Linked DNA regions of Mus musculus: region 1 is linked to region 2. The links are chromatin contacts, called in public Hi-C maps. All regions are on one chromosome and are shown on one strand. The core of a region is the stretch at or near the end of the contact, and the rest is flanking DNA. Distances in the headings are between cores, read along the strand shown.

What was found. Hi-C and Micro-C count contacts between places; a contact is called where the count stands out from the background.
Region 1: a Hi-C map of Th1 cells shows a contact between it and region 2, with 2.6 times the contacts expected there. The contact joins the enhancer-like site here to the promoter of Luc7l2 in region 2. A contact is called at or near these places in 4 of 39 promoter capture datasets (the 3T3-L1 cell line, hippocampal neurons and stem cell-derived epiblast-like cells), 4 of 484 Hi-C or Micro-C datasets (the N1E-115 cell line, Th1 cells, brain and 1 more), 2 of 115 datasets of contacts at active chromatin or transcription factors (the HPC-7 cell line and effector CD8 T cells) and 2 of 9 other capture datasets (adipose tissue and liver).

What each region holds. Positions count from the first base shown.
Region 1 is chr6:38,687,274-38,693,737 of GRCm38.p6, reverse strand. It overlaps a transcript of Hipk2 not described here. Among named protein-coding and RNA genes, the nearest start is that of Clec2l, 27 kb to the right of the region's middle. Within about 2 kb of position 2,972, at least 18 of the 459 cell types and tissues checked have an H3K27ac peak or open chromatin away from gene starts, as enhancers often do. A contact at or near this core is called in Th1 cells, where this site is marked.
Region 2 is chr6:38,547,122-38,553,547 of GRCm38.p6, reverse strand. Luc7l2 (LUC7-like 2 (S. cerevisiae)) reads right to left here and starts at 2,214. Exons shown (of 10, transcript NM_138680.3): 1 at 1,640-2,214. The coding sequence starts at 1,700.

The DNA.
Region 1 (6,464 bases), core at 1,723-4,222, 140 kb before region 2:
GAGCTCCCTGGACTGCGTCTCAGATGTTGCAAACACTCATTTTGAACAGTGTGTGGTGGAGGAGTGGGTTGGGTGATGTGAGTGGAGTTTACGTTCTTGGAAACCAGAGTGAGGTGCCTAGGAGGCTTAGGGAAGTATTGCTGCTGGTTCATGATGATGATGGTAGCTGGGTCCCCACCTGCCCCTCCCTCCCCCGGGTTCTCAACATCTGGCTAAGGGAGGGTAGGTTGTGGGCGTGGCTCTTGCTGGCCTGCCATGTAGCTGCTAGGACAGAAAACAGAAAGAAGATTGCTCTGTGCCCTCAGCTAGCAGACAGAATTCCATAAGGCAAGCTCTCCTTTCATGGCCCAGCCTGAGACTGCACACACACACACACACACACACACACACACACACACCCCACCAGCTACTGGATCACAGCACACTCCATCCTGGGTCTCACAGGCTTTGCCCCTCACTCATGTTTTTCCCTCTTATTTGCTTTACAAATTTTCAGTGGAGAAGCCTAAAGATTAAGCAAGCCTGAGATGTCCTTACCAAATTGGAAAGGAAAGGAAAGCTGTCCCTTCCTATAGCCAAAGAACCCTCACAAAGACATCTGGAGATGGACAGATGCATTCCCTGGTCCTTTCTGGGCAATATGACTTCAGTGACCTTCCATTTACCTTACCTTTCTATCCTGCCTTTTTTTTTTTTCATTGCAGTTATTTCAAAACCACTCATCTTCAAAGAGGAGTGGAGTAGTGGCCCTAAATGTTGCTACTCCAAGGAACTGATATCCCTCTAGCACTCCTTTGTGATTAATTGATCTCATGCTACTGTGGGAAGCTAGAAAACAAGCAAGCAACCTTCTCTGATGACCCCACACTGTATCCCAGGCTGAGAATGTGTAGGACGGGCTGGCAATGGCAGTATCGGCCCACTTGCCTTAGTCTCCACAAACAGACCCAGACAAGTCGGTCAAGCCACTAGAGAACCAAAGATGGCAAGATAAGGCTTAATTGCAAAAGGAACCTCATGAACTTTGGCACTATGGCTCACTGTAGTAACCGCCCGAGGAAAGGTTTCCCGAGTCTTTGGGGTAGCTCCTGAGAAGTAGCTCCAACCAGAAGCTCAGAGCTGCCAGAAAAGAGGTCCTGGAGGTTCCCTGTCACAGAACCTCCATGCTGCCTGACTTCTAAGCTAGAACCCCTCCCTGCCCCAATCCTTTGAGTGTCCCTCATCACAGACCCATCCAGGAGAGCATTATACTAATTGTCTCTTGCTGCACAAGAGCAGTGTCCCTCATGGAAGGACTCACTGACATTTGTTGAGTATCCACACACAATATGCCAAGCCCTTTCTCCATGTCCCCTCAGAGATCCATCCATGGGAAGAAGTCAACACCCACTATGTGACAGATAGAAAAGCTGGCCCTCTGAGGAAGTGGCATGTGTGAAAGGGGAACACGATGCATCTCAGAGCCCCCAGGTTCTGGTTTTCTTAATCCGATGTTCCCACTCCCTGTATGCCAAACACTGTGCTAAGAATTGCTGACGAGCCCTAGGACAGCAGCCGTGCAGGACCTGTGCAGAGGAGGCGCCTGGCTTGCAGACCCCGGGGCCTGCCCAGGCCACCTAGCTAATAAGAAGGGAAGTCAGATATTCTGTCTACTTGGCTCTAGAGCTGAGCTCACACACCAGCCTCAGCTGCCTCCCTTGTATAACAAGGACAGTCCTTTGCAGAATGTCACACTCTGCCTGCCCCCGTGTGACAGTGGACTTCAGCAGGTATGTGCAAAGAGGGTTCCTGGATTGGATGCAGGTGAAAGAGGCAGAGTTTGACGTTAAGAAAAGTCTCTGGGGAGTTCCTCGGGATTCCTGGAATTCCTGTTTCTAGCAACTAGCTTTAGCCACTCAGGCTGCTGCAGCTCCCATGAGAGTGCAGGGAAGGTGTTCTTTCTTTTAAATAAATACATAAAGATGATTTTTTTTCTTGCTTATAGTTAATCTTAGGAAGGCAATACTAAAAGTATATATTTTTTTCCAAAATGCTATTTTTTACTGTACTTGATAAATATCATGACAGCTCTGATCTCTGTAATAGGCCCGCTCTTCAGCTCTGCACAGAACCGGAAGCCAGGTTCATGCCAAATCTGTAAATACCATGTGGGTCTGTGTCCAGGAACTTCTGTTTTCTATGAAGAAACAGACAAAACAAAAAACAAACAAAAAAAAAACAAAAACAAGAAAAACCCAAACAAACAAAAACAAAAAAGGGGAGGGGGTAAAGGCAAGAGGACTTTTGGGAAGAGAACAAAATTGAATTTTCTTGCAGGAAACACCCTTCTCAAAGAGAAGGACAACAGCAAAAATGGGCAGAGCAGCCGCAGAACGGGAGGAGGAGGAGGCGTCGGTGGGGCCCATGGCGGCCCTGGGGTTGAGAGTGCTGTGCTAGAAGTTTCATTTCACCTAAGAGATGACAAAAATCTAGAAATGCTTTAGGGCTAGGCTTTAACTTCTTCAAACTCTGTTTTGGGTGGGTTTCTTGTTTCTCTTTTCTTGTAAAAATGTCTGTACTGACTGGCTCCAGGCTTGTTTGCCTAAATTCTTAGGTGGTTTACACAAGTTCTCAATTCTTGTAGAACTTTAAATCCATTGGAAGCAAACCCAGCCAGTGTAGATCTGAGGTCCTGGCTGGTGTCAGTAGGTGTTCTGGAACTCAGGCAGAGCACCTAACAAAATCTTCAGAAGGTTTTAGCTACATTATCTTACACAAACTGTGACCCTAATGGCAATAATTACCTCAAATGTGGGCATTCGTCCTGGTCTAGCCTTTTTTGAAATCATGTAGCCAGCTTGATCTTGTGATTTAAAAGACAATGAATTGTTCCCTGTGGGCTGAAAGTAAGGATTGACGCATACCCTGGTCACTGTTGCCTAAGTGAATTCTGAGAATAAAATTCTCATCATTACACCAGAAGTGAAACCAAGAAGAGATGATGATGTCTGCGTGTCATAATCAGCATGCTGTTCAAGTGCACAGAGCATGTTTCTCTAGGTAACGTGCCCTCTGAGTTCTCCACTATCAAGTAAATGACACAACTGACTGTAGATACTCATACAGACTTCTGGCTACATTTTATAGTTAAAGTATTTTATAGTTTACATTTAATCTGGTACTTTTTAAAAAGAAAATTGTTTATAACTGACATCTTCAACCACAGCGATTGACTGACTCTTGTTTTAGAAGCTGTCTCCCCAAGGCAGGCATGTTCCACTCATGCTGTGCCACAGCCTGATGCATGTGTTTCCCTTATTGTTGCTTTCCAGTGAACCTGAAAGAATGTGAAAGGAAGTCAAGAGGGAATGGGAAAGGGCGAGTCCTGAACCTGGGCCATCCGCAGAGTCCGGTGCCGTGTGCGCCAGAGCTTGGAGGGGCGGTGAGACTGATCCCCGCCGCCTCACCAACACTGTCTTGATATGAATGCTTCCTTTGTGACCGGGCCACTCACCTGGCAGTAGGTGATGCCGGCACTCAGCAGCTCTGCAGGTCTGGATGCTGCTCCTGGGTCCGCAGTGAACCTTGGTCAGCATTTTGAGAGGGAGAACAATACCCCTGTGCCCATGTTCACTGGCTGGATTTTCCACGTGTTGCTGGTTTTGTCAGTTTTTTTTTTTCTTTAAAACAAACCCCATGTAAAATAATGTGTACTTTAATTCACCCATTGCCTGGCTAAGATGTGAAACTCAGTTCAGAAGATGGCTTCAGAGCCAAAGGGCAGGGGTGGGCAGTGCGGGATGGTCCTGGAGACAGAGGGCTTTGCAGGGATGGAAGCAGGCTTCAGAGACATGAGCAAGAGAAGACAGGAAATGTCAATTTCCCTGACAGTTTTGTAAGGTTTGGGTTGGGTTTTTACTGGGGTATTTTGTTATGTTGTGTCTTTACGACAGGTTCTTACCATGTATCCCTGGCTGGTCTAGAACTCACAATGTGAACTGGGTTTTGTTTGGTTTTGGTTTTCTCTTGTGCCACCACTGAACTGTGGAGGACCCGTGGCGACCTGTGGTGACTCCTCACCGCCCATGTTTGGTTTGCGCTCACAGCATGCTCTTGTGTATGTTGAATGTCCTTGTAGAATGTTGTTCTCACGCTTCTTAGTCATATCCTAGGCGTGTGCGTGTGTGTGTGTGTGTGTGTGTGTGTGTGTGTGTGTGTGTGTGTGTGTGTGATTTGCTTTGCACTAATAAACCAAATGAATTTTGTCTCATTGTCTTTGAAGCTAACCCATGTTTTTAAAAGTGAGAGGTATGGAAATGGGCTTTTCATTATTATTTGAAAAGTAAATTCACTGTAGCATAAAAATAAAAAGGGCTCTGCTGTCTTCTCTTTAGTTCCCTCTCAACCAATTTCCAAATGACTCTCCTGGCCCCATCCCCACCTCTGGCTCCCCACCGCAGATCCATGCTCAGGCACTCAGGACTCCCAGAAAGCTCAGCTCTGGGAGCCATGCCCCTGCTCGCTGCCCGCCTGCCCGCCCGCCCGCCCGCCCGGCTGTTGGTCCATGGATTGCTCACGCTGTCAGTACTCTGGCTCAGGTTATGAGGAAGGACGTGGAAGTTGAAAGTGACTTAACTGTGCCATCCTCTAGCTTTCTATGACTCTGACACACACACACACACACACACACACACACACACACACACACACACACACCATGTGCCCTTCAAAGCAGAAGTCCTATTCACACTGCCTCCAAGTCTGTTGGCTTCCTGCCCTCCACATCCCTCTCTTGTGTTACTGCCCATTTAACGCTGGCTTTCTTCCATGGGTTACCTAGGACACAATCATTTATAGCCCCCAAAGCACCCTTCACCCCTTTAAGTGTGTATTTTAACCAAATGAAGTTGACAAGAAAGGCATATGTTGGGGCTGCAGGATTCCTAGTGTAGTAGAAGCATTGTATAGATAGAGATGTTGATATATATGTTTGTGTATATATATATCAAGCCAAATTTCTGATAGAAAAGTATAGCTTTATGGATGAGAAGGAAAAGGAGCCCTCTAGAGGTTGGAGCCAGCCTCGATGTGTCCAATGAGCAAGACACGCCGTGCTTCACGCGCAGCTAAGGCCCCAGGACCCGGCCCTGGCCTCACCTCTGCAAAGCTGGGGGGCCCCGAAGGCTCTGCTGCTCTCTGTGGGTCCCCAGCAATGAAGGCATAGGAGAGTGAGGAGACAGAGATCATAAGGACTGGAATTTTTCATCCCTTTTTGCTCTGGCCACCTGTTTTGAGCTACAGCCTGATTATATCACATTTCCAAAAAGTAGTACCATGAAGATGGCGAGAGAGATCTGTCACAATGCTTAGCTTTCGACTGCCTGTGGCTTCAGGATGCTCAGGACAGAAAGACACACTCCCCAAAACAAGAACATGGAGAAGGAGACCTGGCAGTACCCATCCCCAAGGCCAAGGAATGAGGCTCCCTCCCCCAGGTCATCTCACCTAGATCTTTCTCCCCCAGGTCATCTCAGCTCAGTCTTGATAGCCTCTGGAAAGCCCTGGCCTGTCGTGTTCCTTCACTGTGTGGTTTCTGTAATAAAGTGTTAATCCATGTTAACCTGTGTGGGGATTATCGCGTGCAACAGTATTTTCTCGTGTACCTCTTTCTCCTCTGTGACGTGTCCCTCTTTTTTTTATTTATAAATGTCTAATTTGGTTTTTTTTTTTTAAGGACAAACCAGTGTGTCGTAGACCTCTATGTAACCTGCTCCTTAGTCTCATTATAGGTATGTTATAAGGATGGATATTTTACTTGGCTTTAGAATGTTTTTCAAGAAAACTAATTCTTAACTGATGAAGTTGTTGCTACTAAAATGCTTGTTTTCATCATGACGTCGTGCGCTTCTAAATTAATCATCATTTTCGTTGTAGAAAAATGGAGTGAATTTATATTAGTCTTGGAAACTAATAATAGCATTGTAAATTTATGAGATGATTTTAACAGAAAAATTATAGAAGAATATAGTTATTTTAATTGTAATATTACTAACTGTAGGGTGAGGCGGGGTCCTGTTGTGGTGAACTGTTATAGCTTGTTACTCAGTTTCTTTTTGATCATTTTCTCGGTCTCTGAGGTGAAGCGAGTTATTAATTGAATCTGTAAACTCACATATGCATATTGTATATGTGTAGCGATGTGATCACACTGTCTTGGAATTACATTAAACTGTTTGGAATCACTGAACTTTGTCCAGCCGCTTCCTTAGCCAAGCCTCACTAGGGGGCGCCATTGCAAGTAACTGCTCTCTGTCTCTGAAAGGAGTCATAGTCCGCATGCTGGAGAGAGGTGGGCCTGTGGTCATTTCACTGCCAATCCTGTGCTAAGTCTCCTGGATCCCCATTACCTCTCAAGCCACGGTGACCCGATCTGTGCCCACATTCCTTCCCTGAGACCCGAGGCACGGCTGTCCCATGAGCTTGCC
Region 2 (6,426 bases), core at 965-3,464:
GTCTACAGAGTGAGTTCCAGGTCAGCCAGGACTACACAGGGAAAAAAAAAAGAAAAGTAAATTGTCAGGTCATAGTTACCTTGATCCAACTAACCTCCCAGTAAAATACATAAGGAAATCCTATCTATGCAGAAGTTACCAATAATGGCATCAATTCATATTTAAAGATTACATAAGGTAAGCCTTTAAGATTTCTAAAATGTTATTACAAATATTGAACTGTTAAGTTCCTGTATGAAGCCCCTTCTAAATATCCTCACTTATGATGGAGAAGGAAGAAAGTTAAGACATGCTGCAATTATAAACATTCTTACCCAAGCATGAAAGGTTAGGTTATTCCAGTGGTGTTTTTAATTACTTAACTTTCAAGGGATTACTTACTACTCACAAATAAATCTTATTTTCTTTCCATTTTTTCCCTCCTCTCTATACAATAAATCTGTTATCCACCTGTATCTATCTTTAAGAAAAATTTCCAGTGGGTTTTTATTAGGACTTAACCTTACACTGAAAGCTGTATTAAGTATTGCTAAAAAAGATTTGAAATAGGTTCTATCTTCTCCCATATTTTCCGCAAAGAACTCAAGAAAATTCAACAGGATTTACAATTAAGCTAAATTTATGTACGTCTTTTCTTGTAAGCCAAACTTGTCCAAAAAAAAAAAAAAAAAAAAAAAAAAAGCATTTAAATCGCTAAAAAACTTGCCTAAACGAGTTTTTACAAGTCAGGATTTGGACTTGTTTTTTTTTTTTTTTAAGAAAGTGCTGAACTTTAATTTGAAAGTACATTGTTAATTATCCCCCAAAAGCAACATTTCATCATTTTTAGAAACAAACACGTAAATAACTCTTTCTAAGGATTCTAATCTAACTGTATTTTTAAAAGCCCTTTCCTTCAATTCTAATTCAGTGGGCATCAAATATCCAAAATGATTCTGTTTTCAGCACAGGTAAAATTTGCCAATATTTACTGAAGTCTCTAATACGTGGTCTAACAAAATGGAGGTCTCTCGGTGGGAAAAAAAAATAGGCCTAAACACTTCTACAAAATGGGGCCAAACACACCCACTTTAAGAAACCATGGTTTGGGTCAGATTTTCCACACACACGAAAAAAAAAAGTTGATTCTGTAAGGGCTCGACGAAGCGTCCCTGGAACTGGGGGTTAGTAGTGGTTTCGTTAAGACCAGGGAGGGAGGGGATGTTTCTCTCCACACTCTAGAGGACGGCGGCGAGGGGTGATCCGAAAGCCCAGAGGAAAGGAGCTGGAGCTGGGGGTGGAGACCTGAGCGCCCCGCCGGTCCCTGATCAATAGTCAAACTGACCGCCCCACTACTCCAAGACAGACTTGGGCTCTCCCAACCCCGCCAAGTCAACAGCAAAAGGCACAAACTCCCCTTTCTGCTCCCAGGCCCCGCCTCGCCGCATTGGCAGCAGTTCCCGCCAATCCGCACGGTCACCGCCCCCAAGACCGCCTGCCAAGCCCTGATTGGACTGGAAGAGAGACGGGGGGGACCTCGCGCTACCAATCTGGGAACCCCTTACTCGGCCGCACGCGCGCGCCCAAGTGCTCCCTCGGAGGCCTCCCCCTCCCCAGGCACGGCCCCTCCCCCACCCCCAGGGCTCTGGCAGCGACTTACCGTCCCGAGAGGTGCCCATTAACTGGTCCAGCATAGCGCGCATCTGGGCCTGCGCCGACATGGCGGCGGCGTAGCGGGCGGGCGGTCGGGCGGGCAGGCAGGCGGGGGTGGGGCACCGGCCGGGCCCTGGCGGGCGGGGGACGAGGGGAAGGGGTGGGGGAGGTGCGGCGCTGTCTCGGTGGCCGCCGCGGCCTCGAGGCCCGCGAGTAGGGAGTCGGAGGGGTCGTGGAGAGTCCGGGCTGCGCTCCTCACGACGGCGTGAACGCGGAAAATGGCAGCCCCCCTAGAGAGTGAGCCCTGGTGCCCTCACTCTCCGTCCGGTTCCTGAGACAGACGCGACACAGGCTAAGCCGACTCTCGCCTCCTCCCGACACCAACACCCGCCAGAAGCCGTCAACCCCCCCCCCCAGCAAGCGAGCTCTGACGCGGCTCGCAGCCGCCGCGACGGGAGCGCGCACGCAGCTCGCGCCTAGTCGTTTCCCGTGGGGGTTCGGCCAATCGCCATCCACGTCGCTGCGCTCCGCCCTGCCCCTCCTACGAAGGGTCCCACCCTAACGGCTCCCGAGCGCGTTCACGTCTGCTCACCCCGCCCCTCTCGGAGGCTGAGTCTCGCGAGAATGATGCTCTTTTTTTTTTTTTTTTTTTTTTTTTTTTTAGCCTACTCCGAAGCCTCTTCGGCCCCGGGCGTCTAAGCAGCAGGTCACTTAGGCCTTTGCTGTTTGCCGCCCTGGCGTCCAGCCGCAAATTAGCCAGTGCCGAGCTTAGAGCGAGTCGCAGTAAGTAGTGCGACAGAAGTTCTCAGGGTTAGTGCTTTCCCGACGGATGCTGGCGGAATCGCAAGCCCGTGGGAGCCCCGAGCCCGAGCGGAGGACACCTAACCTTATCCTCAGGCCACTGCCCCTCATCAGTGCCCGAGTTCGGGACATGTCAGGTTCAGGAAAAAGAAAAAGCAAACAAACCGCGAAATCAACACAGTGGAAATCAGGCCTCCCGACCCCTTCTGCTACGTTTAGGACAGCTGGAAGCTGCTAGTCTGAATTCGGAGCTGGGCAAAGTGAGAGCTTGGGACAGGCCATAATGCAGAGCAGCGTTTCCGTGGGGTTCTTGGCTGACTGTCGCCCTGCACTCCCACGCCCTGCTGACTGCGACCTTCCAACCGTAGTTGATTTCTTAATCTCAAGGCTGGTGGGGCTGAGGCCAGAGTGAGCCAACGGGAAATACTTAGGCCACGGCTGCTTACCGGTTTTCGAAAAGGAAAAAAAAACTGGCGAGTCTTTTAAGCTGAAACGTCGCAACTTTAGATAATAACTGGGAAATTATGGATATTTTTTGCCGTTTCATTATAATTGCCCATGCATTGAGGAACTAAAACTTCAAACTAGCGCCAGCTTCATATTAAAATCATATGAAAGAATCATCACAATTCCAAGGTTTAACTAGGCACTGAGCCGATGCAAATTACGTTATCTAGTCAGCAACTTGCCAAAAAAAAAAAAAAACACAATTATTCAGAGTACTGTTTTTGAGACAGGGTGTCAATGTTATGAGAAAAATAGCCTTAAAAAGTGAGAATACCGGAGACTCAGCATAGGTTAGGAATGGAGACATTTTTCACCTCTGCAGAAGTTAGGCATCACCCTGACACAAAAGACAAACTGAGCTGCCAACTTAGCATAAAACTGTTTAGTTGTTGTTTGGGTTTTTGTTTGTTTTTTTAATTACATGTCGTCTCTCTCCACTTTTTCTTCCCAACTTTTGGTTTTTTCGAGACAGGGTTTCTCTGTGTAGCCTGGAACTCACTCTGTAGACCAGGCTGGCCTCGAACTCAGAAATCCACCTGCCTCTGCCTCCCAAGTGCTGGGATTAAAGGCGTGCGCCACCACACCCAGCTTCTTCCCAATTTTTAACATTACCCTCTCTCCAAATTCCTCAGCCTTCTGGTTCAAGACACAAATATTACCCAGTGAAGTGCTTGAAGCCCAAGGTGGGCACCTGCTCCTCTTCCATTTGTGAGCCCAGCTGTATAGACGACTGCCTGCTACATTTCAACCCTAGGATCAATAGCAAGGGCCTAAACAAGCAGCCAGCTGCCAAGTAGGGATCATAGGGCCTAGTGTCTCCTATTTATCCGTGATTCCATAACCAGCTTTAGCTAATTGCAGCTCACACTAACAAAGGACCAAATGATTTATTCCTTAAACTGTGTAGCTCTAACTGCCCGGAAACTTGTCATCCTACCTCAGCTACTCTAGATTTAGGCATGTGCCACAATGTCTGGTTCAAAAACTAAATTCTAAACAATTCCAAACAACTACTTGCAGAGATCCTTTGAAAATTGTTGTACAATGGGAGCTGGAGAGTCTTAGAAGTTAAAAGTCTTTGGATCCCATCACCCTTTCGACTGCTCACAACCCTCGAACTCCAATGTCAGAATTGATATTTTCTTTAAGACACCAAGCACATATATACACATACATTGAGATAAAACAATCAAATACATAAAAATGTTTTTTTAAAAAAGGAAATTGATATAAATAGAAAACTGCAAACTATGTTCTAAAGAGATTCGCTATTACCCTGTATGCAGTATTATCATGAGAAACACATTCTTAGAAAAGTACACAAAAATGCTGAGTAATTAGGTTGAAGTGTTTGTGGATTTTGTTTGTTTGAGACAGGTTCTCACCGTGTAACTGTGACTGGATTGGAACTGACTGTAGACCAAGCTGGCCTGAAACTCAGAGATTGTTTCAGAATGGAAACAAAAGGAAAAGGATATAGGTTAGTGGTAGATCACTTCTTTAGTGCTGGTAAGGTCCTGGTTCCAATCCCCAATACTCAGAAGGAAGAGAAGGGAAACAAAACAAACCTTACAAAACACATTAGCCTAATTAACTTGAATATAGTTCAAAAATTGCATTGCTTTCTTTCCCCGTCACATAACTGTAGAAGATAAGCATCTGCTGCTTTTTTGGGGGTGGGGGGTTCGAGACAGGGTTTCTCTGTGTAGCCCTGGCTGTCCTGGAGCCCACTCTGTAGACCAGGCTGGCCTCGAACTCAGAGATCTGCCTGCCTCTGTCTTCCGAGTGCTGGGATTAAAGGCGTGCGCCACCACACCCGGCTAAGCATCTGCTTCTTACCAAATGTTTTTATTTGTAATTCAAACTCTCAACACCAAGAAAGTTAACAGCAAAATAATAATTCAATGCTTTAGAGCAGAAATTCCCTCCCTTTGTGTTGTGACCAGGCCTTTTGATTTGTAGGGTTTAGTCCAACTGGAAAACAGAAACATTTATTTTTGTGCAACAGTGGGAGTGTAGCACAACTTTCAGAGCTGATTCTCTACTACCATGTTAATCCCAGGAACAAATTTAAGGTTGTCAGGCTTGGCCGTGGTGGCAAGGGTTTTTACCTGTTGAGCCATTTTCCTACCCCAAATCCAGGGATTTGAGCATACTAAACATGCCTTCTATCACTGAGCTGCATCCAACTCCTGATGTTCTATTTCAAAGCAAGTTTCATAGAATCAGGGTTCATATATTCACTTTCCTTTTTATTTTGATACCTCTACCTCCCATTTGAAACATTTTTGTTTGAGATTTTCTTTGAATAGGGTTCAGGAAAATGCAGCCCAAAAACTGAATCCACACTACTGTTTTGATTAGTTTGGGGTGGACAGTGTTACTCTTTTGGCTTTGTTGATTGGCTGGTTAGTTTGAAATAGGATCTCAGTATGTAATCCTGGCTGGACTGGAACTCACTATATAGACCAGGCTTCCCTCACCTCAAACTCATATAGATTTACCTGCCTTTGCCTCCCGGGTACTAGGATTAAAGGCATTCAATACCATGTTTTGGGCTTTTGTAAAACAATGTGTCACATAATTCAGGCTGGCCTTAAAGTTGCTATGTAGCTGAAGATAACCTTGAATTGGTCATCTTGCCTCTTCTCAAGTGCTGAGATTACAGCTCAGCAGCACTGTCTGTTTTTAATCAAATCTCACTGGAATATTGCCAGGATCACTCATTCTCATACTATCTACAGTTGCTTTTGCCCTTTAACCAAGAGTTATAAGGTCATAAGACACTACTATATTTAAGACTTACTCTTTTTTCCAATTGTTTTGTTTTGAGATAGGATTTCTCTGTGTGGCCCTGGCTTTCCTGAAACTCCCTCTGTAGACCCATCTGGCCTAGAACTTGGAGAGCCACTTGCCTCTGCCTTTCTCGAGTGCTGGGATTGAAGTTTGCCCCACCACTGCTCAGTAGAAATACCCTCCCTGAGTTCTAATGAAAATAAATAGGCATTGATATTTGAAGTCTGTGGAAGGAATACATAGAGCCAAACCAAAGCTAAAAGAATTAAGCCAAGTAGGGCTCTGCACAAAGAGGACGTGCAAATTTGTGAAGTGTTCTGTTTAATTTTTTCCTCAGGTGAAATTATACTTTTGGTTGTATATATTTCTACACTTATTTCTTGGTGAGTGTAAATTTATAATATGGAAAATATCAGTATAAATAGAATTTCTTCTATGAACTATTCACTCTACAAAATTTAAAAATTATTTATTTACCTGAAATGCTAAACTAGTTCAATCAATGAGCTTCAATGGGATTAGAACTAGAAATATTAAATGTTAAAATTCTTTTCCTTGTAGGAGGAAAGTTGAATTTTAAGATACTTAAGGCATTTTAACCTTCATGTGGGTTATTAAAAACTGGTAGGGGCTGGTGAGATGGCTCAGTGGTTAAGAGCACCGACTGTTCTTCTGAAGGTCATGAGTTCA